Linked DNA regions of Mus musculus: regions 2, 3, 4, 5, 6 and 7 are each linked to region 1. The links are chromatin contacts, called in public HiChIP or PLAC-seq maps. All regions are on one chromosome and are shown on one strand. The core of a region is the stretch at or near the end of the contact, and the rest is flanking DNA. Distances in the headings are between cores, read along the strand shown. Region 1 holds the start of Tcf7l2 (transcription factor 7 like 2, T cell specific, HMG box). Region 2 overlaps Gm52387 (a long non-coding RNA gene). Region 3 has its middle 7.8 kb from the start of Gm4470. Region 4 overlaps Vti1a (vesicle transport through interaction with t-SNAREs 1A). Region 5 has its middle 49 kb from the start of Gm4470. Region 6 overlaps Vti1a (vesicle transport through interaction with t-SNAREs 1A). Region 7 overlaps Vti1a (vesicle transport through interaction with t-SNAREs 1A).

What was found. HiChIP or PLAC-seq counts read pairs in DNA pulled down with a chosen protein or histone mark.
Region 2: an H3K4me3 HiChIP or PLAC-seq map of embryonic limb bud shows a contact between it and region 1, with 7 times the contacts expected there. The contact joins the enhancer-like site here to the promoter of Tcf7l2 in region 1. A contact is called at or near these places in 8 of 39 promoter capture datasets (the 3T3-L1 cell line, cranial neural crest, frontonasal cranial neural crest and 4 more), 1 of 484 Hi-C or Micro-C datasets (embryonic limb bud) and 8 of 115 datasets of contacts at active chromatin or transcription factors (the NIH/3T3 cell line, craniofacial prominence, embryonic forebrain and 5 more).
Region 3: a contact with region 1 is called in an H3K4me3 HiChIP or PLAC-seq map of neural progenitor cells, with 21 read pairs. The contact joins the enhancer-like site here to the promoter of Tcf7l2 in region 1. A contact is called at or near these places in 10 of 39 promoter capture datasets (the 3T3-L1 cell line, 3T3-L1-derived adipocytes, the HPC-7 cell line and 6 more) and 9 of 115 datasets of contacts at active chromatin or transcription factors (the NIH/3T3 cell line, astrocytes, craniofacial prominence and 6 more).
Region 4: a contact with region 1 is called in an H3K4me3 HiChIP or PLAC-seq map of neural progenitor cells, with 20 read pairs. The contact joins the enhancer-like site here to the promoter of Tcf7l2 in region 1. A contact is called at or near these places in 8 of 39 promoter capture datasets (the C10 cell line, cranial neural crest, frontonasal cranial neural crest and 3 more), 1 of 15 datasets of contacts at CTCF or cohesin (the NIH/3T3 cell line), 10 of 484 Hi-C or Micro-C datasets (the HL-1 cell line, adipose-derived mesenchymal stem cells, brown adipocytes and 6 more) and 20 of 115 datasets of contacts at active chromatin or transcription factors (the NIH/3T3 cell line, bone marrow-derived macrophages, craniofacial prominence and 14 more).
Region 5: an H3K4me3 HiChIP or PLAC-seq map of neural progenitor cells shows a contact between it and region 1, with 8 times the contacts expected there. The contact joins the enhancer-like site here to the promoter of Tcf7l2 in region 1. A contact is called at or near these places in 3 of 39 promoter capture datasets (the 3T3-L1 cell line and cranial neural crest), 6 of 484 Hi-C or Micro-C datasets (adipose-derived mesenchymal stem cells, embryonic fibroblasts, nephron progenitors and 2 more) and 9 of 115 datasets of contacts at active chromatin or transcription factors (the NIH/3T3 cell line, astrocytes, craniofacial prominence and 6 more).
Region 6: a contact with region 1 is called in an H3K4me3 HiChIP or PLAC-seq map of embryonic forebrain, with 7 times the contacts expected there. The contact joins the enhancer-like site here to the promoter of Tcf7l2 in region 1. A contact is called at or near these places in 11 of 39 promoter capture datasets (the C10 cell line, HPC-7-derived erythroid cells, the SN4741 cell line and 8 more), 19 of 115 datasets of contacts at active chromatin or transcription factors (acute myeloid leukemia, bone marrow-derived macrophages, craniofacial prominence and 12 more) and 1 of 9 other capture datasets (pancreatic islet).
Region 7: an H3K4me3 HiChIP or PLAC-seq map of bone marrow-derived macrophages shows a contact between it and region 1, with 5 times the contacts expected there. The contact joins the enhancer-like site here to the promoter of Tcf7l2 in region 1. A contact is called at or near these places in 15 of 39 promoter capture datasets (the 3T3-L1 cell line, 3T3-L1-derived adipocytes, the C10 cell line and 9 more), 1 of 484 Hi-C or Micro-C datasets (ventricular fibroblasts) and 17 of 115 datasets of contacts at active chromatin or transcription factors (the NIH/3T3 cell line, bone marrow-derived macrophages, craniofacial prominence and 12 more).

Annotation. Positions count from the first base shown.
Region 1 is chr19:55,740,378-55,744,169 of GRCm38.p6, forward strand. It overlaps Tcf7l2 (transcription factor 7 like 2, T cell specific, HMG box), which reads left to right and starts at 1,433. Exons shown (of 15, transcript NM_001331146.1): 1 at 1,433-2,153; 2 at 2,399-2,465; 3 at 2,696-2,820. The coding sequence starts at 1,965. Gm31734 (predicted gene, 31734) reads right to left here and starts at 2,826. Exons shown (of 3, transcript NR_168128.1): 1 at 2,785-2,826; 2 at 1,832-2,215; 3 at 1-313.
Region 2 is chr19:56,097,099-56,101,254 of GRCm38.p6, forward strand. All of the region lies in intron 2 of Gm52387 (a long non-coding RNA gene), which reads right to left. Among named protein-coding and RNA genes, the nearest start is that of Gm31912, 6.6 kb to the right of the region's middle. Within about 2 kb of position 2,768, at least 2 of the 459 cell types and tissues checked have an H3K27ac peak or open chromatin away from gene starts, as enhancers often do. A contact at or near this core is called in embryonic limb bud, where this site is marked.
Region 3 is chr19:56,068,196-56,072,127 of GRCm38.p6, forward strand. No RefSeq gene overlaps it. Among named protein-coding and RNA genes, the nearest start is that of Gm4470, 7.8 kb to the right of the region's middle. Within about 2 kb of position 1,271, at least 42 of the 459 cell types and tissues checked have an H3K27ac peak or open chromatin away from gene starts, as enhancers often do. A contact at or near this core is called in hematopoietic stem and progenitor cells and neural progenitor cells, where this site is marked.
Region 4 is chr19:55,431,567-55,435,222 of GRCm38.p6, forward strand. The region is part of intron 5 of Vti1a (vesicle transport through interaction with t-SNAREs 1A); the gene reads left to right. Among named protein-coding and RNA genes, the nearest start is that of Vti1a, 120 kb to the left of the region's middle. Within about 2 kb of position 1,430, at least 2 of the 459 cell types and tissues checked have an H3K27ac peak or open chromatin away from gene starts, as enhancers often do. A contact at or near this core is called in neural progenitor cells, where this site is marked.
Region 5 is chr19:56,027,470-56,031,154 of GRCm38.p6, forward strand. No RefSeq gene overlaps it. Among named protein-coding and RNA genes, the nearest start is that of Gm4470, 49 kb to the right of the region's middle. Within about 2 kb of position 2,067, at least 117 of the 459 cell types and tissues checked have an H3K27ac peak or open chromatin away from gene starts, as enhancers often do. A contact at or near this core is called in the NIH/3T3 cell line, astrocytes, embryonic limb bud and 5 more, where this site is marked.
Region 6 is chr19:55,386,621-55,390,443 of GRCm38.p6, forward strand. All of the region lies in intron 4 of Vti1a (vesicle transport through interaction with t-SNAREs 1A), which reads left to right. Among named protein-coding and RNA genes, the nearest start is that of Vti1a, 72 kb to the left of the region's middle. Within about 2 kb of position 2,566, at least 8 of the 459 cell types and tissues checked have an H3K27ac peak or open chromatin away from gene starts, as enhancers often do. A contact at or near this core is called in embryonic forebrain, where this site is marked.
Region 7 is chr19:55,454,351-55,457,901 of GRCm38.p6, forward strand. All of the region lies in intron 5 of Vti1a (vesicle transport through interaction with t-SNAREs 1A), which reads left to right. Among named protein-coding and RNA genes, the nearest start is that of Vti1a, 140 kb to the left of the region's middle. Within about 2 kb of position 2,186, at least 17 of the 459 cell types and tissues checked have an H3K27ac peak or open chromatin away from gene starts, as enhancers often do.

The DNA.
Region 1 (3,792 bases), core at 183-2,682:
GGGAATTCGTTAGCCTTGTGAATCTCAGGATCGTTGTTTTCCGTTGTCTTCTTTCTGAGGCCTTAGCCTGTAGAACAGTTTTGTTGAAACCCCAAATTCTCTAAATATTACACAGTAAATTGGTTACTTTTGGAAATCTACAACAGATGAGCTTATTAAAGGGGAGGGTGGGTTAATTTAATACGTGGTGGACCTCAGGATAACATCACACCTAATGGCAGTTGCCAGTCCCCACTGACTCATTCTTTCTGATTTCTTTTTTCTTTGCTTCCTCTTGCCCGTTGGACGTCCCAGTCCACTTCTCATTGGTTATCTGCAAGGGAAAGGCTCTTCTGAGTCTACCAGACAGAAACACGGTTTGGGGATCCACCTTTCTCCTTTAACATAATTTTCTCCACCACCTCATAGCAAATCGGTTTGCCCTCACTGGAGCCTAATAACCAACAAACACCCATCTCAACTCCCAGGCTGCCCACCTCTTCCCAAGGGCTTCTGGGCCAGCTTTGGTGACTTTCTCCTGTCAGGGCCCTCAGCATCTAGAGCCTTAGGGCATTTCATCTCAGTCCCCTTTGGAGAAAAACTCCAGCTCTACTCATCCCCAGGGCTTGGTGAACTTTCACTTTTATTTTTCCCTGCAGCTGTTAACGCCCAAACATTTCACCTCCAAAGGACTTGGATCCTACATCACTTCCTACTTCCAACGTCAGTTAAAAAAATAAAAAAAAAACCTTTACATTTTCCTTAAGGATATTTTTAATACCCCAGACAATTTGTTTTCTTGGATAAAACGCCTTCTTGGCATATTTAACCTAGTGGGACTTTACATTGAATGACATGATTCACTGTCATTAAACAAGCCAAGGGAGGGGAGCCTTACCCTCCCTGTAGATGGCCCAGCCTCTCTGCTTCCCCTGGTTCTCTCAGAGCAAGAGAGGTAAGCCTTCTTTTGGACCAGTCGTGTCTTTTCCCGCCCCAGTGCGGCCGACTTCATCGGGGACTTAACCACTGAGCACCCCGTCCTTGTGTCCCATAGTCCTCCCCTCCTGGACCCCATCTTCAGGACTTCTTGGCTAACACTTTTTCTGGGCCTCTCCCCATCCCCGCCCCCCAAGTGGGCTTTCCTTCCGCCTTCCCCGGCTCAGATTCCGGACTGGGTTGCCACCCCCTTCCCCTCCTCTCCCGGTCCGCATTGTCTTTCGGAACCCGCCCCCTCCAGGAGCGAGGCCCGCACCGTCCGGGCGCCCGGCTCGCACGCTGAGCACAGGCCGCACCCCGCGCGCCTCCCGCGGCCCCGGCCCGCCCCGCTCCCTCTCCCGGCGCCCAAAGGATCATTGTTGGCCGCCCCCGCCCCGCCCACCCCGGCTGTTTATTTATGCACACGTCACCGGGGAGGCCCCGCCCCCTGGCATCTCATTAAGGCGAGTGTGTTCCTCTCGCCCTGTCAATAATCTCCGCTCCCAGACTACTCCGTTCCTCCGGATTTCGATCCCCCTTTTTCTATCTGTCAATCAGCGCCGCCTTTGAACTGAAAAGCTCAGTCTAACTTCAACTCACTCAAATCCGAGCGGCACGAGATCCTTCGGTGTCTTCGGCTTCCCCCCCCTTTGCTCTTATATCTGACTTCTTCTTGTTGTTGTTGTTGTTTTTTTTACCCCCTTTTTTATTTATTATTATTTTTTTTTTTTGCACATTGATCGGATCCTTGGGAACGAGAGAAAAAAAGAAACCCAAACTCACGCGTGCAGAAGATCTCCCCCCTTCCCCTCCCCTCCTCCCTCTTTTCCCCTCCCCAGGAGAGAAAGACCCCAAAGCAGGAAAAAAAAAAGTTAACCTTGGACTCGTCTTTTTCTTGCAGTATTTTTTTGGGGGGGACTCGCAAAACTTTTTTTTTTTTTTTTTTTTTTTTTTTGCTTTTTTTCCTCCTTCATTTTTCTTCCAAAATTGCTGCTGCTGGTGGGTGAAAAATGCCGCAGCTGAACGGCGGTGGAGGAGATGACCTAGGCGCTAACGACGAGCTGATCTCCTTCAAAGACGAAGGCGAGCAGGAGGAGAAGAACTCGGAAAACTCCTCGGCGGAAAGGGATTTAGCCGATGTCAAGTCCTCGCTGGTCAATGAATCAGAGACGAATCAAAACAGCTCCTCCGATTCCGAGGTAGGAAGAGCCCCTCGGGCTGGCGGGTGGCTCCAGCCGGTTCCAGGGCCGGGAGAGCGGGGCTGGAAGGCGAGCGAGGCGAGGCGGGTCGGGCTTGCGGGCGGCGCGGACGGTGGCCCGGGCTGCTGGCTGCGAAAACTTGTAACCGTGTTTTTCTGCACCCCTTTCTCCGCCGACCCTCCCTTCCCGCACCCCCTCGGCGCGGCTATCGCCCCTCGCCCTCCCCACCTCGCCCCTCCGGGAAGGCGGAAAGACGGCCTCCGCCTCGCTCCGAAAGTTTCCGAGATAAATCCCGGGAAAGTTTGGAAGAAGGTGAGTGCGCCCCGCGCGCCCCCAAAACCGCGCGGTTGCGTTCCCCCTCCCCGGGGTCGGCCTGGCGGGTGCCCTCGCCCCACTCCCCACCCACCCTACCCGAGTTCCCGCGCCGGCCGGGCCCCGGGGACGCGCGCGGGCCCTCGGGGGGACACTTGCTAAAAAGTTTCTCCCGCTCTCTCCCGCGCCGCGCGGCCGCCGCCGTCCCCTCCGCCGCCCCGCCATGTTAGCGGCCAAGAGGCAAGATGGAGGGCTCTTTAAGGGGCCACCGTATCCCGGCTACCCCTTCATCATGATCCCCGACCTGACGAGCCCCTACCTCCCCAACGGATCGCTCTCGCCCACCGCCCGAACCGTAAGTGCCACCGCGCTCCCCGCCCTGCCCGCCTGCCGGCCCCGCATGCCCTGCCCCTCCCCCGCCCCGCCCCTCCCCCCTCCCCTCCCCCCCTCGCGGCCCGAACTCTCCAAACTTTTTCTCTGCCTTTTGTGGACTGGGTTTGTTTGCGCTTCGCCATGTTCTGGCTTTTCTTGTGCTTGCCTCACGATTCGGGGAGCCTTTTTTTTTTTTTCCTCAGGCAGGGCTCTGTTGGGGTGCCAATCTGAACTTTTAATTTTTCTTTCTCTTTTCTTTTTTCATTTTTTTTTTTTTTGAGCTCTGATTTCCCCCTCCCCCCTCTTGCTGGTGGTGTTTGTTTCTTGTCCCTGGGAAGAGGACTGTGTGGCTCTTTCTTCTCCCTCTCTTCCTTCCCTCTTCTGTGCGTCTTGGGCTTTCCCCAGGTTAACCCCTTAGCTGCTGGCTGGGAGGCCCGGCTGGGCCGCGCGGGTTCCCGGTGCCTTTGGCTCCAGGAGCCACCGTGCTGAGCGAGCAGTCTCGGCCCTACGGAAGCGCCCGGCTCTGGCCCCAGCCAGTCATTTTAGCTTTCTAGTGGCGATCGCAGGCTCAAGGGCCTCTTGGCCCCTTCTTCCAAGGGAAGGTCACACTTGCCAGGCTTGGTCCCTTCGCAGGCCCGGGGGCCCTGGGCGTGCTTTTTCTCTGCAGACCCGGCAGGGCTTGGGTGCCCCACGCTGCTAGCTGCGAGCCGTGCGTGGTGGGGAGGCCTGTGTGGCCGGGCTTCTGGATTTGTGTGTAGTCGGGATGGCCTTTTGAGTGGACTTTTGTGTCAAGGGAAATTCGGTGCTTTCGGATGGGGTGCGGAGGCCTTCTTTATCCTGACCAGCTCACTGTGGGCCCCTGGGGCGGGGACAGAGGCTAGGGTGAGCGCTTTCAAGGAGGTGTAGGAGGTTTGGGGATGCCTCCCTTTCTGGGGATCGGCCACCCAACTTTGGG
Region 2 (4,156 bases), core at 1,518-4,017, 360 kb after region 1:
AAAGGGAGCCATGAGACCAGTGATGCACAGACTCCTGGAAGATCACACCTTGGCTCTTCGTGGTCTCCTTCCGTTGACTGTACTCACAAATGACATCTAATTACATCGCAGAGCAGGAGCTAGCACCCCATCCTACACTCCTTGGCAAATCAGTATCCTGTAGGAAGGTAAGTTAGTAATATTTGAGTTGTTTCCCAGGTGCTCAGCAAGCACTCCTGTCCCCTGGAGTGACGCCACTGCACCCAATGCAACTGGCTCTCTCATCTCCCTCTTACAAAGAAATAAACCTTGACACAAAGTAGGTTCTCGACTCTCCCCTCCTCCCAAGGTCACAAGAGCACGTGAGCTGGAGCTAGAACTTGATCTGGTCCAGGTGCCAGTATCGTCTTCAGTACAGGGTCAGTACTAGGCATGTTAGACTGTACTTAAGGTCTCAAGTCACAGACACTCAACTCTGTTGTTGAAGAATAAAGCACAGCTATAGCAAAAGCAAACATTATGTAAACAAATGGAGAGGGCTATGTCTCAATAAAACTTTACTAATAGACATTGATATCTGAATTGCATAACCTATCCATGTGTTGTGACATATTTATTATTACTCTCCTTAGTCTTAAGAGCTATTTATGGCTGTGGATTGTAAGTCGGGGACAAAATACCGAATCATTCAGTAGAGCCTGGATTTAATTTCCATCACAATTAAATAAGTATAAGGTAAGGTAGGTAAATAGGTAGGTAAGTAGATGGATGGTGGATGGATGGACAGACAGATGAATGATAGATAGACACTACTTTAAAGGCCACATAAAATCAGCTAGCTGGATCTGTTTTACGGCTACAGTTTGTCGACCCTTAGCCTGGGATTTATTTGTAGCATTTGTTCTTTTGATTGCCGTAGTAAACCGCCTCTCGGAACTATCATACTTAATCTCAATGTACAGACCAGAAAACTGAGGTCACATAAAGCTGATAGAATGAGACAAGCCAAATGCAGGCATCCAAAGCCGAGTACTGAGTTTCCCCTCCATGTCAGGCAGGAGCTGAGGTGGCCCGGAGCTGCTTCCTAACGTGAGCACAGAGATCAAACAGGATCATGCATATGGAGTGCATCAAACATTGATTTCACTGTTGACTTCTAAAGAAATGTGTAAAAGCGCTTATAAACAGTACAATGTAGTGACTGAGATGAATTAGATTCTGAAAAGTTTCCAGTGCAAAGTGTTAAAAGTTTCTTACCTTCTACTTGTATTTATCTAGTTCTAAGTTTCTGCTGATGACCCTGGGCATTGATGGTAAAAGACAGGCGAAGGCAGTTTCTTTTAGGGAGGAGAGAAGCCTGACCTATTTATGTTGCAGAAGGTTAACTGCTACCAGGAGTGGGGTGCACTCAATAGGGCTTAGCTGTATCCGTATCCAGTGGGCACACAGAAAGCTGTGCTACAGAGGTGTGCTGTGTGATAGAAGTTTTCAGGTTGAGATGAAAGAGATCTCCAGGCTGAGGTAAGAACCCTATAAAGACATCGAGGCATGGAAAGTCACTGTGGCATGCATGGTAAAAAAAAAAAAAAATGGTGAAGTGGTGAATCCCGGGGCCCCGGTATCTATGCTGCAATTCTAGATTTGCTCTCTTGAGAGAGAGCTAGGGTGATTCCCAGGAGTTTAAAAATGAAGAGGTGTACTGAGGAGGACACAGAGCCAGAGAGTACTAAAGCGGCAAAGATCCCAGGCAATCGCATTAATTGACAATTTTCAGATGAGAATAATTATTTCCAACTGAAAGGAGAACAAGGAGATATTGCATAAGAAAAATGGCAGGGTCATGTTTTAAGGTAAAGTGTTACATTTCAAGGACATTCAAAGCAGACAGATTTGGGTCCCATTTCCCACTTCTATAACTTTCATTTTGGAAGAATAAGCTGAGAATTTCTGTAGGGCAGTGGCTGGAGGATACTGGAAGTCGCTCAAGGGCAACAACTTAATGGTTTCTTTTTGTAGAACTGCAATGCTTGAGCTGTTGAGGACAAAATAGGAGGAACTTTCAGAGGGCTGGGGACTAGCTAGGAAATGGCTACAGGGACCACGGAAGATAGCAAGAGGAACAAACAGCTCCAAGCAGCTGGAGACAGTGTTTGTCCCTGAGTGTGCATGTGTGTGCTATAGACGGTTGGCTGCAGGAGTGGGATACATCAAGATGAAAGATAACAAAAAGAGGGACACTTGTTTTAGGGTCAAATATCCAGGTTGAAACCCATGATATTGACTAGCGATGTTGGGCCAAGCAGTCAGACTCTCTGAACGCACTTTTCCTTCCCTCCAAATGAGGAAACCTGATCAGTCTTGCCTGTGTTATCTTTTGTGGGACCGCCTGAGGTAGCTCATGCAAGAGCATCATGAAAGACTTGAACCTCACTGGTGGCTTTCCAGAAAGAAAAGGCCAGAGATCTCCTGGCTTGGTGGCCTTCCCCCGGGGACACAGTTGCTGCTGCCCCCCTTTCAGCTGTTGGAGCTGCGGATCAATTGCAACCATGCTAAACAAACAAACAGAAAGGTAGTCATACGTGATCGGCAAAATGGTACAAATGATGTCATCCATCAAGATGGACATCCCAATTTGCCAACTATTTTCTCATAAATCAAACTGCAGTCCCTGAAGGAAGAGGGGTAGGGCTCAGGGAGCCAGCATGGCAGGGCTTATCGGAGGACCAGACGCAGGGAAGCGTTCCCTGAAGGGTTCAGTAATTATTTTCACTCTATGGGAAATAAAGAGGGGGCACGATGGGGGGGAGGCTGGAGAGTGTCCGCCGCACTTCATTACAGTTCCCCAGGCTAGGGACACAACATATGCTTTTCATTGGAAAGCCAATAATTTTGAATCGTGGGACAGGTGAAAACTTAAATGACATTTGCAAACCTTGATTTATTTCTCTGCTTAACTCTGGAACATGCTTGAGACTCAGCCCTGCGAGTTTCCATAGATTAGTGGCCAATGTCAAGTATTTCCAATGACATAGTCAAGCGTTTCCTGTCCCTATCAGTTAATTAAATATTTTCAGTTCTAATATCTTCTTATTGAAATGGCTTCCCTTCTTTTTTTTTTTTTGTTATGGGCTTGGAGAACAACAGTATGAAGTATGAGCTTTATTGAACACAAAATAAAAATACAAAAAAAAATTACCCCTCCCCATCCCTGGACTTGCTATTTTGCTTTGCTGGAAATCTCATTAAAAGTTATTTATGAGCTGTTAGGGATCCCATAAGGATTACACCTAAGTCAGTCTGTAAAGCTTTTGAGTTTCTTTTACATGGAGAACCTCCCTCCCTATTATTCTATCTTGCTTGCACCCAAATAAATACTGGAGATTAACTTCTTGACAAAAGGTGGCTCCTTGCTCTCCAGCCTTAGAGTGCCCAAGTAGTCTCTCTTCCCCTTCTCTTTCTACTGCACCAATGTGAACAGAGCTAGGGAGAGAGGTAAAAACGTGTAGGCATTGATAGATTATTATTATCATTATTTTTGCTTTTTTTTTTTTAAATGATGTGTGTATGTGTCAGGTTATATGCACACATGCGCGATTGCCTATGAAGGCCACAAGAGGGCACCAGATCCCCAGGAGTTGGAACACTCCATCGTGAGACACTTGATCTGGGGCTGAAAACCAAACCTTGTCACAACAGCAAGTGCTCTTAGCTGCTGAGCCATCTTTCCAGTCCCTGAGTTTGTTACCAGGCATGCTATAGCTAAGGTACTGAAGTAAGTCTGCTGTGAGTGTCTCTGAGGCTTGGAGACTTTATCCTTAAATGGGAAGTCCTCGTTGACTGTCTCATCTTCATCTACACTCTCTCCTCCACTTCTCTCTGAAATAAGATGGTGGAACTTTACCAGGATGAGTGAGTACGTAGTTCCTTTCTTTGCCATCTCTCAGAGCTTATTCTCAGGAGGGTAGATCAAACTGCCAAGTTAGGTGTCCTTTGTCCTTCTAAGGATTTAAACTAAATGCACCTTATTTCCAAACAATCTATTTTATATGCATATTCCCAGGGCACAGAAGAGAATGTGGTCATTTAATTGCTTCACAACTCAAAACTTCATTGTGGCAAAAAAAAAAAAAAATGTATGAGAAATGATGACACTGCTACCATGCAGATGCACACAAGG
Region 3 (3,932 bases), core at 21-2,520, 330 kb after region 1:
AGGGAGGCAAGAGAAAATGATAGAGTCAGACGAACGTAGAAATAAGCCCAGATCAATGCAGGCATTCTTCTATATTATAGGATACAGGGAGGGAAGGGAAACTGGCTTGATATCGGATAGCTACGGATTTCCCCCAAAACACAGGAAATGCACATTCCCCAACAGACCGCAGCCAGCGAGTGCAGCACTACCCACAAGGGCTTCACAAGGTACACAGGCAGACTCACTGGAAGTCCTAGCCCCATCAGGACAGTAGAACTTTAGAATATTTTGTTCTTATTTATACATACGTGTTTATGTCCATGTGAATGTGAAACACATGTGTGCACGTGCCTGAAAAAAAAGGCAAAGGAAGCCATCAGATGCCCCGGAGCTGGACTGAGCTGCAGGCAGACGTGAGCTGTCCTAAGTTGCAGGTTCTGGGAACCAAACTCTGGAAGCGCAGGAAGTGCTCTCATCCTGTGAGCCATCTCTGCAGCCCCAGTGCTCCAGAACTCTTATGAAAAGATCCAAAGTGCTACTACTTGAAAATAAGTGAAGAGCTTCGAATACTGCTGGGTATCTCCGCATCTTGTCTCCCCTCACCCCACCCCCCATCTTATTTTATCAACTACAAGTAAAAAACACACACACACTTTTTTTTTTTTGAGTTGGACTCCCGGCGTGCTCGAGGACACTTCGCAGCATGTCAAGCAGATATTGACTTCTGAGCCCATACTAGCACGGCTCGATCGATGTAACACCGCTTCTGGCCCCTGGCTCTTCCCTCGTAGAGCTGGCTCTTAGCCACGGGGCTGCAGAGGGCATCTAGACAGATCGTTCCTCCACTACACAACAATGTCAGTGGCATCATGTATGGGGGAAAGCTGTGCTGAGGAGTAGGAAGCAGCCCTGTGAGGGTTGGGGGGTGGGGTGGCAGGGGCACAGCACATCCTTCCGCATTTGCAAACAGCTCTCTCTTCCTCCTCTGGACTACTATTTTTTTTTTTTGCCCCAGATGTACTTTGGATGGCATGCCCATGCTGTCTCTGCTGAATTTCAAGTCAAAAGAAACAGCAGGGAGCAAGAGCCCCAATAATTTGCCTCTGTAGAGTTGATGGTGTGTAGGTGGACACGTGTAAGGTGTGTGTGTGTGTGTGTGTGTGTGTGTGTGTGTGTGTGTGCTCGCGTGCATTTATACATTCGTCTGCTGCTGGCTTATTCTAACCTAGCAAGGCCAACAGCACAGTAAGGCAGAACAAAGGCTCCGAGCCAGGCTGTCAACGGCAAGCTTGACCTCTTATTCCTCTGATGATTCTGGACAAGTGGCTTCTTATGCCTGACTTCCTCTTCTAAGAGACAGGAATTCCTATTGTCCGGGAAACGCTGTCCCTTCAGAATGAATGTGAGTGAGTTCCAGCTGAAAGTACCCATGACATGTATTTGAACTAAAGTCACCAGTGAAATTGGGCCGGGTGGTGGTGGCGCATGCCTTTAATCCCAGCACTTGGGAGGCAGAGACAGGTGGATTTCTGAGTTCGAGGCCAGCCTGGTCTACAAAGTGAGTTCCAGGACAGCCAAGACTATACAGAGAAACCCTGTCTCGAAAAACCAAAAAAAAAAAAAAAAAAAAAAAAAAGAAATTGGGGGGGGGGGGACACACAGGGCTAGTGAGATGGCTCAGCAGGTAAAAGCACTCCCTGCCACGTTCAAGCTGAGCTGACCTGAGTTCAATCCTTGGGACCTGCATGATAGAAGGAGAGGACCAACTTTAACTCCTGTGCACTGCTCTCTGACCCACACATAGACGCATGCTGTGGCATAGGATGGGCCCCAAATTGTGTGTTTGTGTGTGTGTGTGTGTGTGTGTGTGTGTGTGTGTGTGTGTGTGTGTGAGAGAGAGAGAGAGAGAGAGAGAGAGAGAGAGAGAGAGAGAGACAGACTAGGGCAAACATTAATTAGTGTTATCAAGTGTGAACTATGGTGAGAATAAGTAGAAGGGAGAATAATGGAATTTTAAAAATCAGAATATAAATGCAATGGTATTTGTGATTTAAAAAGCTGCAAACTTGGTTCTGCACTCCCGGAAGTCAAATCAAAACGAGAAACTCTCAGGTCACGTGTGGTGTGCGTGTTACTGTTACGGCATAGGTGATCCAGCTAACTTCATTTCCTGAAGAGTCAGTATGGAGGGATTTATCAATCCCTCCTCCTATAGCCACGGGTATACAGGCAGCACAGAGCAGACTCGAGAGGTTTTTGAAAAGGAGGAGAGGGAGAGGAGGGTGGGTTTGATCTCTAGCTGTAACATCTTTTTGAAATTTTGAAATACGAAAGCTCCCTTTTGTCATTCATGAGTGTGGGGCGAGTGTGAGCAGACCATGATGAGCTAATCACGCATTTGCCTTCTGATTATAGACGCGATGGGATGCACACTCTCGCCTTCCTCCTGCGGTGCCTCCCTGCCACGGTGGGTTGTACCTGCAAGCCGTGATCCAAACTAAATCCTTCCTTCCTTGGGTTGTATCATCAAGTAGTTTACCACAGCTCTGAGAAAAAGAAACAGCTGACACAATGAAACTAACACAATGAGCTGCTCTGCTTCTCTTCGTCCTCCCAGCCTTGGGTTTGCTTTCCGTAGGCGACTGTAGGTCCCCTCAAGTCAGTCCTGCGTTTGGTCTTCCTGTTCCCACTCAGCCCCCTTCCTTCTGGGCTCGGCTTAGAGTAATCTCATGCTCCTGTGGTCCCTCTCAGGATGGCACGTCTGTTAAAGAGTCACAACGACCCCACCTTGTGCCAGGTGCCACCCTCTGAATCACCAAGGGACTCAGAGGAAGAAGATGTCAGAAATCCAGAGATCCTGGGGTTTCCTCCAAGAGGAGTGGTATAGTAGGTGCCTCCCTCTACTGATACATACTTTCTGTGTGCACGCCAAGGCCAGCATGCTCCCAGGGCATTTGGGACACTGTGACGGGTGACAGCAGCAGAAGCCCTGGCCAACTTTCCTTAGGCTGTGCAGCAATAAAGACTGTTGCCACTCCCACTGCCTCCACTTGCTCCTGTTTCCTCCCACCACCATAGCAGACTAGCTCCAAAGCAGATTGTTAAGTAGGGGGAGGGAGGGCAAGGGGGAAGCTCCCCCCATTATGATCCAGTCTTGGAGACCACACAGCATCACTTCAATGTCTGATTCACGGGAAGCAACCACCTTGGAGAGGGAGAATTGGGCTTTCTCTCTTTGTGGGAACCCTGTTGAAGAATGTGTGAGCATGTTTCAAATACTGCAGGAGTGCAGTGTCTGCCCTTTGTTTGCAGGGAAGTCTTGTGGAGGGGATGGGCTTCCTAAGGTTCTACATTCATAGGCTGACATAATTTCATAAGAGGGGTGGAGATGCAATTAACTCTGAGTAGCTTCATGATAATCACAGGCTATCTTGTTACCTCCCTGCTTGTCTCCTGTGTGCTCGGTAATGGGTCTGTTTCCTGGCACTCAGGACGACAACAGGCATGCAATTGTGAGCAGAGGAGGTGGCGTCTTCATTGATGTCCTCCTTCTCCTCCAGGGTCTTTTCTGTAGTGTGGCTGTGAAGCCCATCCTTCTAACTCTGCCTCTTGAGTAGGTTCACTTCCAAGAAAACCTGGCTGACCAGTAAGAGTGCGGATCCCTACCTGCTCTCAGCCAGGTCTCCCAAGCATCAGGAGCCTCCTCCCCAGTGTTCAGGCTGAGGTTGGTTACCACCAGCCACAAATACATTTAAATCTCCAGCTGCTCCCTGGTACCATCTGTTTTCAGTTTGCCTCCCCTTTTCCCAGGTCACCCATGAAGATGTTTTCAAAAAGAAGCAAGTTAAAGTGAAACTAAACCTCTCATGTGGGCCACGCAGTTTCTCTCAACACCCTGTGTGCCCTGCTCCTTCTGGGTAGAACTTGAGACTTCATTCTTACCAGCTTTG
Region 4 (3,656 bases), core at 180-2,679, 310 kb before region 1:
AAGTGGCAAACAGTTGAAGGGATAGGATTCAGAGATCTAGTCAGCTGGAATGCTGTAGGAAAACAGGCCCCAAGGAGGAGCTTGAGCTAAGAGGATGCCTGGACAGGGGAAGCTGTCAGCTGTTGTGCCTTGTGTGTGCTGAAAGGAGCAGGGTGCAGGAGGCCCAGACTAGCCTGTTTTCCCTCATTTTTATCAGAGCTTAGAGAAGATTGTCCCTTAAGGACCTTATAGGGCAGCGTACTTAGGGCCTCTAAGTGAGCTGTTTGGGATTGAGACAAAGCATGTTGGGATGAATACCAAGTGCGTGAATAGCCAGGCCTGCACAAGGCACTGGAGGAAGCCCTTCACTGCTGGAGTTCCCAGTAAGCTTGGTGTGGTGCAGCACTGGAGTTCCAGCATCTAAGTCAGGGAGATTGCAAGTTTGAGGCCAGCCAGTGCTACATAGCCAGATCCTGCCTCACAAAAGGAAAATGCTAATAGTAATCACTACCACCACCACCACCACCACCACCATCACATGGAAGGCTGGCAAATAGATGGCAACCCTATAAATATTCCTAAGTAAATTATACTGCATGCTTCTTGTTCAGTGTCTGTGGGTTAGATGCTACCACTACTCTTATTTTGTGGAATTCTCAACTAACATTTAGAGAGACTTTAAAACTGTGTCTAAGGGCACAGAGTCTGTGGGTAACGGAGCAGGCTTTCCCTCCTGAGCTGGCCATCCCCAGAACTCTCTGGTCATCAACTGCAGTGTTGCAAACATTTCTGAGGGTGAAGTCTCTGAAAATGGTGTGTGACCCATAGACAGTATGCCTCTCCCTCAGAGATGATCACATCTTAAACTCTATAAACTCCATTCTGGGAAAAAAAAATGATTTTATAAAAGTTGATGAGCTTGAGGTGGGAGTTTATTCTGCAGCATCTCATTTATCTGCAGCGCCCAGGGTGATCACAAGGGTCCTTATAAAAGAAAGGATTCAGTGTCAGTAGGAGGTGATAGACAACAATGAAAGGGTGTGCAGGCAGAGAGACTTGAAGGTGCTGTGTCATTCTTTACTGCATAAAGGAAAGGGCCCTGAGAGCCAGAAAAGGGAAGAAAACAAACTATGCTAGTTAATTTTAACTTCACAAAATCCAGAACATGTATGTATATAAGTAAATTGCAGTGATAAATCTCAAGTTTGTATTTCCCTCAATATTAGCTACTTTCTCTCTTATAATCTAACACGATGACCAAGGCAGCGGATACAAGAGTTCCAGAGGATGGGGGGGGTCCTTAATGGCAGTGGGAGGCAGGCATGGATGATAAGAGCTCACATTCCTTACTGAAAGCACAAAGCAGAGGGAGCCACTAGAGAGCCAGAGGTGGCGAAACCTTTACCAACTTTTTTGCCATCTGGTCTCTTATTATTCTAGTCATGACTTGTGACACTTCCTTTGCCTGTTCCTTGAAAATGCCCAGGAGGACTTTGTCCCAGGATACTGTTGCTATGTGGAAAGGTCTGTTCCTAGGTCCAAACATGGCTTCCTCCCATTGTGCAGCAAGTTCTTTCCTGACCACCGTGCTAAAGCAGCATCTTTTCCAACCTCTCTTGACTCCACACTTGTCTCTCATTCTCTGACCCTATGCTCATTCATTCATTATCTTCTCCACCAGAAAATAATGTCAGATCCTCTGCCACAGGGCCCCATACACAAATAGTGCCAGGAGGGAGTGAGCCTCCCAGGAGTGCGAACAGGCCTGTGAGTGCAGGTAGGACCAACCACTGCTGTTCAGAGGAACACACCCAGAACCCTCAGGACACAAGAACCAAGGGGCTGCCTGGGTCAGGAGTCTCCCGGTCTCCGTCTGCACCCAGAACTGATCCTGTGCCACAGAGCTACGTACACAAATACCACCAGGAGGGAGCTGGTCTCCCAGGAGTGCCTACATACCTACAAGCACAGGTAAGACCACCACTTCTCTTTAAACTCCTGGCCCAAGAGGGACCCTCACAGAGCCATCAGGGCATAGGAACCAAGGATCATTTAGGAACAGAATCCTTCTGGTCTCTGTCTGCAGCCCAGAGCTGACCCTGTACCACAGCTCACAATACACAAATTCCTCCCAGAGAGAACTGGTCTCCCAGGAATACTGACACACAGGCTTGCAAGAGGGACAAGCCAAAGTCAGAGGCAGCAAGACCAGTTAACATCAGAGATAACCAGCTGGCAAAAGGCAAGCACAAGAACATAAGCAACAGAAACCAAGACTACTTGTCATCATCAGAACCCAGTTCTACCACCACAGTGAACCCTGGTTACCCTAAGACACAAGAAAAGCAAGACTCTGGATTTAAAATCACGTCTCATGATGATGATAGAGGAATTTAAGAAGGACATAAATAACTCCCTTAAAGAAATACAAGAGAATACAGGTAAACAGGTAGAAGACCTTAGAGAGGAAACAAAAAAATTCCTTAAAGAATTACAGGAAAACACAAGTAAACAGGTGAAGGAACTGAACAAAACTATCCAGCATCTAAAAATGGAAATAGAAACAATAAAAAAAAAATCTCAAAGGGAGAAAACACTGGAGATAGAAAACCTAGGAAAGAGACCAGGAATCATACAATCAAGCATCACCAACAGAATACAAGAGATAGAAGAGATAATCTCAGTGGCAGAAGATCCCATAGAAAACATTAACACAACAGTCGAAGAAAATACAAAATGCAAAAATCTCCTAACCCAAAACATCTAGGAGATCCAAGACACAATGAGAAGACCAAACCTAAGGATAATAGGTATAGAAGAGAGTGAAGATTACCAACTTAAAGGGCCAGTAAATAAATATCTTCAAAAAAATTATAGAAGAAAACTTCCCTAATCTAAAGAAAGAGATGCTCATGAACATACAAGAAGCCTACAGAACTCCAAATAGATTGGACCAGAAAAGAAATTCCTCCCCTCACATAATAATCAAAATACCAAATGCATAAAACAAAGAAAGAATATTAAAAGCAGTAAGGGAAAAAGTTCAAGTAACATATAAAGGCAGGCCTATCAGAATTACACCAGACTTCTCATCAGTGACTATGAAAGCCAGAAGATCCTGGGCAAATGTCATACAGACCCTAAGAGAACACAAATGCCAACCCAGACTACTATACCCAGCAAAACTCTTAATTACCATAGATGGAGAAACCAAGATATTCCATGACAAAATCAAATTTACATAATATCTTTCCACAAATCCAGCCCTACAAAGAATAATAAATGGAAAACGCCAATACAAGGAAGGGAACTACACCCTAGAATAAAACAAGAAAGTAATCTTTCAATAAACCCAAAAGAAGATAACCATACAAACATAAAAATAACATCAATAATAACAGGGAGCAACAATCACTATTCCTTAATATCTCTTAATATCAATGGACTTAATTCCCCAATAAAAAAAAATATAGACTAACAGACTGGATACTTAAACAGGACCCAGCATTTTGCTCCATACAGGAAACACACCTCAGTGTCAAAGACAAACACTACCTCAGAATAAAGGGCTGCAAAACAATTGTCCAAGCAAATGGTCCCAAGAAAAAAGAAGGAGTAGCCATTCTAATGTCAGATAAAATTGACTTTCAACCAAAAGTCATCAGAAAAGATAAGGA
Region 5 (3,685 bases), core at 817-3,316, 290 kb after region 1:
ATGTATGATTCAAGACATAATAAAGGGGCACCAGGAGAAGAAATGCAGCTGAATCCTATGTTCAAGGAGATAAAGAGATTAAAGAAGTAATAATCTCAGGGCAAGATCCCACCCAGCTAAGCTTATTGTTTGTGTCTGCAGTTGAACAAGGAATAGTTTAGTTTAGACTTTTAATCTGCTATGAACTACAATCCAGAAATAGAAGGCACACTTGTGATCCAGATCTTGAGGTTGAAGACACAGGGTTTTGATCTGGATCTTGAGGAACAGTGGCCATGAAAAGCTTAGGCCCAGGCAAGGTAGTACACACCTTTAATCCCAGGAGACAGAGGCAAGTAAATCTCAGAGTTCAAGGCCAGAGCACATACCCCCATAAGACCAATACATGAGGCCAAAACAACATTATTCACAAGAACCAAAAGGAAGAAGAGACCAAGTGTACATCAACTGGCAAATAGATAAATAATGTGGTATGTCCACACAATGAAACAGTATTCCCAATTAAAAAACGAACTCCTGACTCATAGGCAAAACTTGAAAATCGTTATGCAAAGGGTCAGAGGGTAGAGAATAAAGGGTCACATGGTAATATTTTATGTGAAATACCAGGCTAGCACATTTCTAGACTCAGCACATTAGTGGTGGCCAGTTCAATATGCTATGGAGAACTGGTCATGACAGCTATGGAGTTAGAGATTTCTACTGTAATAATTAAGACATTCTAAATCAACTGTGGTGGTGGTGTGTATAACAATGGATACACTGAAAGTCTTTGGATTGTGTACTTTGACATACTGAAACACACAAAGACAAGCAAAACATCAAAGGCATGTTTCTTCTGAGCTTGAGAGGTCAATGCTAAGTGAAACCATTATCCTGAGAAGCCTTAAAAAACCATAGAGGGAGGAAAAAATAGGTTATACTAAAGTTTTGGCCCCAGTCAGTAACTTTTAAAATAGTCTCCCCGAGTAAAAGCATTCTAGAAAAGTCAGGGCCAGGATGGGGTGAGAGGTGTTCCCCACTGGAGGAGTTACCCAAGAACTGTACTTACACATAACAGGACACCCTTCAGCAATGAAGAGCCAATACCCAACAACTCAGATGGGCCAACACCAGCAACCCAGACAAATGTCGGATACATTGTGCTGAGTGAAGGGAACCAGACGGTACAAACACCTGATTCCTTGGGTAGGAAGACCCAGGAAAGGCAGCTGGAAGGGAAGGTCACCAGCTTAGAAGGGCGCGGGGAGTCTGGGGTGGGGGGAGGGGCTGATTATAGAGAAGGGATAGAACTTTTTGAATCGATGGGAATTTTATGCCTAGATTTTTGTGGCTTTTGAAAACTAAATAATAAAAATAGTGAACTGATCTGTTTGCCAATGGAAAACTAAAACATCCGGGGAAAGGACACGAAGAGCATACGTAGATGTTCCCGTGGAAGATGTCTGCTCAAGGAATGGGGCTGTGGCATCAACACTCTGACCCTCAGGTGACTCACGGGCCACAGGGACTTCCCCAATGCTTAAGCGATCTAAGCTTGTCAACCTCCAAAGCCAAGACTGGGCATGGGTCTTACAGCTGCTATCTTTACCTTCCTCTCTCTTTCTTCCCCGACCCCCTCATCCTTGTGTGCTCCGGCACCTCCCTACTTGTTAAGGGCTCTGGGCTCTCCCTGTGCTAGATCGAGTCTTGAGCAGAGCGGGACCTTCTTTACCTTAGCCGGCTCCTTGGTATGCTTACTTTCCCACTGTTAAGCCTGATGTGAGCTAGGCCCCGCAATCCCACATTTCTGATTCATAACCTTCCCAAAGAGACTCAGCCCAGAGCAGGCATGTTCTGTGGCTGTCAAAATTGCCATTTGTCCATTTAGAGTGGAAAGGTAGATTTCCTACACGGCTCTGGGACAATCGCAGGTTCCCCTCCTTCATGGGCCAGCCTTTGGAAATCACACCAGCTCTCTGGCCCGGCGGTCTTCTGGTCCTCGGCTTCTTTGCTGCTCTCCTCCTCTCCTCTGTGGCCCTCATTTGTCATCTCCCTTAGCACACAGGCCTTATTGTCTGTGCTCCATGGTGACTCAGGGCTAGCGTCTGTTACTGGGCTAATTAATGGCCTGGCCACGTGCACGGAAGGTTTTTCCAGGGAGGGACATGCCAGCTCTTTCTGGTGCTCTGGGCTCCAGGCTGCAGCACCCCAGCCCTGGCTGCACGTGGGAAGTCGGCCTGGGCCTTCTTCCTGCTTCAGCTCTTTCTCCTTGCTTCTCCGGGAGCAGGGAAACAATTTCCTCTTTTCATAGCAACTCAGTGGCAGGCAGATTAATGAACCTGAGCCCAGCACCGAGGCCCCAGCGTGCCAAGAATGTCTGCGGTGCATTCAGGGGTCCCAGTGGCAGGCTGCAGGAGGGACAATCGGTGACAACAAAAGACACAGGGCTGCGCAGTCAAGTTCCCAGCAGCGGCTGCTGCTGCTCCTTCCGACCCCAAGTTCCACTGCGGAAATGATCCTTCACCTCCCGCTCCTCCGGAGCCCAGTATATGGCACTCCACACTCAGAGAGCCTCAGCTTCCCAGGCGCTAGCTCTCAGGCTTCACTTCACTGTTGGGAGCAGAAAGCCAGTCCAGCCATATCCATTGGCCATGCTGTAAACACCCTGCCTATGGTGTGCCCCAGTAAGGTCTTGGGTGGAGCTGTGATGGATGGAAGGACAGCTGCTGAGGCCCACTTGTAACAGGCATGCTGCTGGTGAGCAGCTGCCATATGCTCTGTTGTAAGACTGTGAGGCCCAGACGTGAGCCAGTTGGGTGGTTTTAGGTGTGTCCCTGTCCAGGTCCTGGTCCCGGTCCCGTCCCCCGTCCCCCTCCCCTGCCCCGTCCCCCATCTCCCTCCCCTCCCCCTCCCCTGCCTCTCCCTCTCTGTCCCTCTCTCCCTCTCTGTCCCACTCTCCCTCTCCATCCCCTTCTCCCTCTCCTTCCACCTCTTCCTTCCCCCTCTCTCTCCCTTCCCCCTCCCCCTTTCTCTTCCCCTCCAACCCCCCCCCCACCTCTCTCTCCTTCCTTTCCATGGTAGTTCTTTACAAACTGCAATACAGTACTTACTTCACTAAATGAGAAACAGACAGTCCTGTGTGGGCCTAGGAGAACTTTGCTTTGGAAACACAAAGCAAAAAATGAGCCCCCAGAAAAGGAGGTTTGCAAGCAGCCTCAAAACGAGGACAATGAAGTAGTCAATAACCACATTGGGCACCAGATGCTGCCTGTGCCCTGGACCACCCGATGCCCAACCCTACTTGCACTTGGGAGTTGGAAGTAAGGTGGCTCAGAATCAACAGACTTCAGGAACAGATGAGAAATGCCACAGCAAGCTCATCTGAACGCTTTTATAAGCTCCTTTAATACCCTCTACCCGTGCCCACATATATACACACATAGACAAATACACACAAAGACATACCACACCACATACATACATAAACACATTCACACACACACACACACACACACACACACACGCGCGCGCACACACACACACACACACACACACAGAGTTGTGCCTTACAGATGTTCTCTTGTTATCTTTGTTACACTGTTGCTCCTTTGATAATGATTTGAAATTTTAGTACAGTGATTATTTAAATTATGAACACAGCCAGGCTCCCAATCAGATTGTCTTATGTGATGTTTTTCTTTTC
Region 6 (3,823 bases), core at 1,316-3,815, 350 kb before region 1:
CCACTGTAGTCTGAGCATTAGAATGTGTGCAGTATGGCACTAAGCCAGAACAGAATAGTAGGTTATTTTTGTTGTTGTCTTAAATACTTAACTGGAGGCAGAGTGTGAGCTACTGATCATTTTCATTTGTTGGTAAAATCAGGAATCAGTTGTCAAGGCTCTGAATAGAGAAGCATCCTGAAGTCTTGTATCTACAAGTGCTCTCTAATGGTGCGTTCTTAGAGGAGAGACGCACTAAACTTGTTTTCTTTTTTTATAATATAGACTTCTATCAAGTCGGCCCCTTTATTTCATGATGGTTCTTAGATGTACTTTAAAAGAGAATTTCACACTATTCTCTTTGTTTAATGTGACAGTGTGAGAAAGTGATCTTTATTTGTTCAAAAACCTCTGCATGTAGTCTATGCTTAGCTTCTTTTAATGTGTTTGTCTGTGATTTTTAAATGCTAAACATGTAAACAGATGAATTGTCAATGTTAATTCTGTATCCTGTCACACAACTGATCTTTCTCTCCTGCCATTTCTCCCCTTTTTATCTTCTTTTTGTGTGTGTGCATTCATGGTGCAGTTGATAAAATTACGTGAAGAGGTGAGTATTTCTTGCCTTGCTTTTTTTTTTTTTCTTCCTTAGTTCTGCTATTTCTTGTAAATTTTATTTTCTAAGTCTGAAGGGTTTTGTGTTCCTTTTTTTTCAGGGAAATGTACACTTGACAAAACTATTGACTTTATGACTTCAGAAGTCTTCTCCCCTGACCGTCTTCTCAGAAGTGTTCCTAGTTGTTGTGGGGGCACTGTTTCTTGTTGACACTGAGAGGCAGTTAATCTTTTTAAAGCCAAAAAGCGGAGGAATAACCCAGGCGTACCCTAAAACTGTACAGAGCTGTGCTGTTCTGTGGTCTTTTAGCTTCACGTTTCTTTTATTTGTGTTGGCTTCTCAGTGAGGTTAGTATGACATCATTTTTTTTTCCTGATCCTGATTTATTTTACTGAAAACTCCCTCCACCTGCTAGATCCCAGGGATCCCTAGAAAAACAGCACAGGGACACACACACACACACACACACACACACACACACACACACACACACACACACTGTAAATGCCCTTGCTCTGGTACAAGAACACCCTAGGACAGCCAAGCTTGCCTCACTGTTAAGCATTTTCCTTTTTGTAGAAAACAGCCCCCAGATGCCCCCAGATGCGTTCTTCTTTCCTGAGTCAGTCAGGTCCACTGCGTTGCTCCAGAGTCTTCTGTGGCCTGATCAGTCCCTGCACAGCGCCATTGACGGGGGCCAGATGACTCTGTTGTTGTTTTCCACAAAGTCCAAACACACCAAAATGCTTTGATTCACCTTTTCAGAGATAATTACATCGTATTCAGTAACATCGAGTTTGGTTTTCTCACAAGGACACCAAGTCTCAGACTATATTGCTGTTAAAACAGTCCTCTTGCTCACAGCAGCCTCAGTCATTTGAATTACTTCTGCAGTGGGTTGAGCCTATTAACTATAGCTTTCCTGGATAGTCTTTATGGCGGACAGCTGTTCTGTTGAGTGTTTGGAGGTGTTGATCCTGAGACTTGTGAACAGGGGTTTGAACAACTGTCATGCTGGAGTGACAATTTAGCTCAGCAAAAGTGATAATGGCACATAAGCTGAGGAAAGAGAGCACGCCAATAGCCTCTGATATTTTTGTTTTTTGTTTTTTTTTTCTTTTCCAAAAGTATATGTATATATGTGTATACTAAATGAGTGTAATTAGTTATAGTATTGATTACTCTCTGAATGAGTGAAGGCATAAACATTACTGTCCCTGGGAGGTCTGTGTGTCTCTTCTGTGTATTTAGAGATCCTCACCCTTTGCTGATGAACTTGAATGTCGAGATGTTGATGAAAGGAACACTAGCGTTGAATGCACTTATGCACACATATGTGCACACACACTCATACACACATACACACTGCATGCAAAGAAGCTCCACAAGGCTCTTGTCCATGAATTGGCAGGGATTTGATGGATAAAATTCCTGTGTGTTATAATAACCATGGTAATTTTTGGTCCAGTTGTTCTGCTGTGATGCAGGATCTGAGGAATTCTTCATACAGAAAGCTAAAAATCATATCTCCCATATCCTGTGTTATATATTATTGCTTGGTTATTTCTCTTATTTTCCTTTGTCAGCAGTTGTACCAATTTCAGTGCCGTAGTTGATGTTTCTGAGGCTGTACTGTGATAGAATTATTGGTGGTAGAATGATAATTTCAGGAATTGTATTGTCCGTGTCTTTGATTTGGGTGTAACACTAATATTTATGGATTTGGTGATGCAACCGAGCTTGCAAGCAGATGGCTCCGAAGGACTCTTCTCCCAGTCAGGGTCTGTTCGTACTCATACGGTGAATGGTACCTCAATTTTTCACTTGCACTTCTTTTAAAAAGACAAGAACCTATCTATTCAAGGACACAGTGTTTGTTGTATTTGGAAATTCACTGTGCCCGTCCTTCCTCGGAATGCTCTCTTCAGGGTATGTTAGAGGCAGGGCTGTAGCGCAGAGGGAGCTGTGCCGAGCTGTTGGAATCCTGCAGCCCGTCTTTCTACTTTGCCCAGCTCCTCACACAAGCTGAGCCCCGTCAGAAGCTCCTGTGCAGCTTCACTCACCTCCTTTGAAGAGGGCCAAGAAGAGGGTGAGAGAAGGAGTTTGGGATGGAGAGTGGGGCAGTCTGAAAGCCTGTGCGCCTCTGTCGTGGATCGCCTTTCATTTAAAGGACAGCACGCACAGCTGAGGGACAATGTAAACAGCGCAGCTGTTCCGAGAACTTGATTTTAGTTTGACTTTAGTGAAGAAGTTTCAAAATGTGAAGGGAAGCCCTGCTGGGAAGCTGCCCCTAAGCTGATCATCCTCTTGGGTGTATATTTCCTCTGAAAAAATGAAGCGGTTGCTTCCACTGCTTAGTGCAGAGTGTGCAGGGTTTCATGCCCATTGTGACATTTTGTTTCCCTGTTTAGCTCTAGAATTCCCCCAAATTGTTTCTTATTTAAATACTTTATTCTTCACATGTGTAGCATGCTTTTATTTTTGCCATCATACTATTAACATAGAGGAAGATCCACATCCAATAAGGTGTGTGATTTTTTTTTTTAAATCTCTATTAAGCTAAATATCTTCTTTGAATTTATGATTTCATACAACGTGAAAACAAGCCCAAAATTGTCTTCGTCTGGATTAAAATGTAGAGTTACCCTTGCCTTCTCAGATCGGGTTGATATGTTTTAGAGAATTACCAGTTTGTCGTCCTTTGTTTAGGTAGAAAACAGTATTCGGAGGAGAGAAAAGCAGTCTTCACTCCCGGAACTTGCATGGAAGGAGAATCAGAATTAAAGGCACAGTTTTTGGGAAGCTGTGGTAGGATTGAGTTTCATTTAGAGGTCGTCACGGCGAGCACAGAGAGAAGCACTGCCCTGCTCCCTCGCTTGCAGCCTCCATAACTGCTTTTCTCGTGACACAAGAAGCTCTCTTTACTTCCTTCCTCCGTTTTATTTATTTCATTTATTTTCCAGAAGGAGGGGCAATATTTCTCTTAATTTCTGCAATGTATATTAGACATCTCTATTAATTATTGTAGGCTGCTCTTGCCGCTTCCTGACCTTCACATCAGGTCCTTTCTCTCTGTTCTAAAAGCATTGTTTTAATGATTCTCCCCCCCCACCCTTCCCCCCCAAAATTTTTCAAGGAAAGCTTTGATGTGGCTTTAGCTGCCTCTAACGTCTGGCCGCATCTCAGATGTGTCACCTATGCCGGGAGGGAATAAGGAAATCACGTTTT
Region 7 (3,551 bases), core at 936-3,435, 290 kb before region 1:
ATACTGACCACTCCTGGGTGGTTTGGTAGCCTTCCTTGCCTCTGTTTGTATCTATGCTTCTCAACACTATGCATTTAGTAGCTGCAGCACCCACTGCAGCTCTTGGTCTGTTGTGTCTGTGTGTGCTGGCTGTTGGCAGAATGAATGCATAAATGAGCAGTCCTTAACACCAGGAACTTAACACCAGTAACCATGCCGCTGGGTCACCTTGGAAGGATACTCAAGTCATGTATTCTAGCTGAAGCTGATACTGTAAGTAGACAGCCCCCAAAGGGAAAAATGGCACCCAAATGTAAGCTGGGAAACGTCCCCACAAGAACCAGGAAGCCAGTCAAAATATTCAAAGCCTAACCTGGCCCCCCAGGCCTGCTACTGAACAGACCTCAGTCAGCTGTAGCTGTTCTCAGGGGAATGCGTTCTTGGGGCTGGCTTCCTCTGCCTTTCTTCGCGTTTCCTCTGGCTTTCCTCAGTCTTTTTTTTTTTTTGTATTTTTTTTCCATTTTTTATTAGGTATTTAGCTCATTTACATTTCCAATGCTATACCAAAAGTCCCCCATAGCCACCCACCCCCACTCCCCTACCCACCCACTCCCCTTTTTTGGCCCTGGCGTTCCCCTGTACTGGGGCATATAAAGTTTGCAAGTCCAATGGGCCTCTCTTTCCAGTGATGGCCGCCTAGGCCATCTTTTGATACATATGCAGCTAGAGTCTTAAAGCAAACCAAGAACTCTGTTTTTGCGTATGAACTCCCATATTTATAAGAACAAAGAGTCCCTAGGAATAAATAAGTGTAGTGAAGTCAGGTAGAGGAGTCCAGACTTGTAACAGCCACGTAACTCTGTCTTTACAGTAGACTAAGGAAAAATCAGACCGTGCAGACCGTTCATGTTTTGGGAGAAAAAAAAATCAGACTTGAATGAAAAAAAATAAAAGACTTAAAATTAGATTTTTACCCAAAGTCAGTTTGTTCTTATAATTTACTTTGTTCATTTTAGGTGTTAGGCATAGCAAGCCTGTCTCAAATACCTCAGAACTTTTTGTAAAAAGACCGACCAGGAGCTTCCCATGCTGGCTTAAAAATGTGAATTTCAAACCACCTAAGTGAAAACGAGAAGGTAGATTAGGAGGGAGTTTAAGCTGTGTAAATAAGGATAGATTCTAACTTGGGTTTTCCAAATTCCAATTATGGGTGTTCAAGTACATTTAGACAAGCTGGGTTTGTTATTTCTGGAGTTAATAAGCGATTTCACAATGTACTATACATCACTTTTAAAGACATGATAAATTGTCCCTAATGGTATTGTGTGTATAGCCGGAGCTCTTTTGGCATGTGTGTAATTCTCAGGGTTGGGTGGTACACCTGAAAAGGCTCGGATTTTAATGGGGCCTTTTTAGCACTTTTACACCTCCCTATGTTCGGGATTATACATGATTGATGACTTTAAATGTGCTGGCATGAGAGATATGCAGATGGTAATGCCCTTAAACCATTTGTTTTCCAGTCTTGGTAAAAGGCTCCTCTGTTTGGGGTAACACTTTATCCTTCTTAAGTAAACAGAAATACGTTTCTGGGATTTTGCCTTTTAGCATTGTAAATCCAGCAGGAAAGAGACAAGCTAGAGGCTTTTAAGAGAAATCTAAAAACACCATGTTCCCATTTTATTAGAGCAGCCCAGAGAAGTCTCTCTCTCTCTCTCTCTCTCTCTCTCTCTCACACACACACACACACACACACACACACACACACACACACACGGGGGTGGGGGAGCTCTTATTCTAAACAGCATTAAAACAACTTTGTTTCCCCCAAGAACACTCCGAATCCTGTTTCCCCTGGGTGTCTTATACCTCACTGTTACCCACACCCTAGGCTAAGAACTCTTTTGGGGGCCCCTCTTGGTCTTAAGCAGATGCAGGGCTGGCTCCCAGGTGGTCAGGGGCTGCTCTCCCCAGCTGTCTTAGAACAAGAGATTGGGGCTATAAATTGAATTTACGCTTCAAGCCTGGAGGTGTTTTATAATCCATTCCTATAGGACTCTTCTGCCTCAGACAAAATCTTCAGTCCTTGCCCGGGTTGGGGATGTGCTGGAAACACCACCGGAGAGAGCATGGTGGCTAGGGTGTTGTCTCTGGGAGTACTGCTGGAGAGAGTGGGGGGCAGGGGGCCGGAAACACCTCCAGAGAACGCAGAGCTGCTGGAAACACTGCTGGAGAGAGCTCCCGGCTTGTAACTTACGGACTGTGCACTATACTGGGCCAAGTGAGGGTGAGGGGAACGGCTTCTGCTGAAAGAACAGATCTATCGTTTTAAGATTTTTGAGATCTAATGACAATGAGTTACCGTGTTACACGGGGAGGAGAGAGTTGCAGTGTCCGAGGTATTCTTTGTTGCGAAGCTGCGAAGCCCATCCAGCCATAGATAACATCAGCACAGACCTTCAGCCTCAGCTCAGTGTCCATCATCGTTCTGGAAGGGACAGCAGCATGATTCCGATGAACGTATTTTCACTTCGGTCTGGAATCTAAACTTGAGGGTCTCAAGAGTTGAAGGACGAGTGCCATTACCCATACTTATTAGTTACTGCTAATTAGCAATAGCCCTCCTTAGGCACCCATTCATCTCCTCCCTCGGCCACACTAAATGGAATAGGGGCTATTCTGGCAGCAGGGCGGTTGGAGCCCCTGATCAATCTAGACTGAAACAAGAAGGGGGAAATGTTTGAGACAAGCCCCTCTGTGTCTCCTGACAGCGTTGTGAAATCCCAGGCTGATAATATGCATCGGTTATTTGTTTGACTAGAGACTTGTAGGATTTCTGAAAAGCCTTTCATTTTATTAATACCCTCCCTTTTTTTTTTAATCCTTTAAAAATTTGTTTTTGTAAGAGGGAAAAAAATACAAATTAAATACTAGTCCATTAGCAAAACATCCTCACCACAAGGGCAGGGTCGCTGGAGTAGCTCTAGCTGAGCATTTTACCACTCGCGACTGTTGCCTAACCCTGAACCGGCAGTTTCCCATATTTTTCTACAGAATAATTCCCAGTCATTTTTCATTTAAACTCTGGTACGATTTATCACAATGACTATTTTATAACAGAAGCTCAATGTGTTTGACTTGGAAGTGAATAATGTCAGTGTGTGTGCGTGCCTGCGTGAATGCGTGTTCAAGACTGAAAGCACATGGGCCACCATCACATGTGGGCACAGCATTTCCCAGGTATCATGGGCAACGCAAAGAAAACATTTACACAAGTAGTGCACAGCATCAAGGAAGCCTAAAATCAGCCCTCACTGCTTACAAAGGACAAATCTCGGGGCTAGCCAACAGATAGACAGATAATGGCCACGTGAAACTGGACCCAAGTCTCCAGCAGATCCTAACTTTAGCACATGGAGAATCTGTTTGCTGGTAGTCCACCTTTCCCAGTACTCACTGAGACTGTGTTCTGACCTTGTTTTCACAGGCCCCGGCCATCTCCACATAAGTGGGTGGAGGTGTGACATAAGAGCTGTATTAAATATGACTGTTTAAAAAGTCACACAAATGGG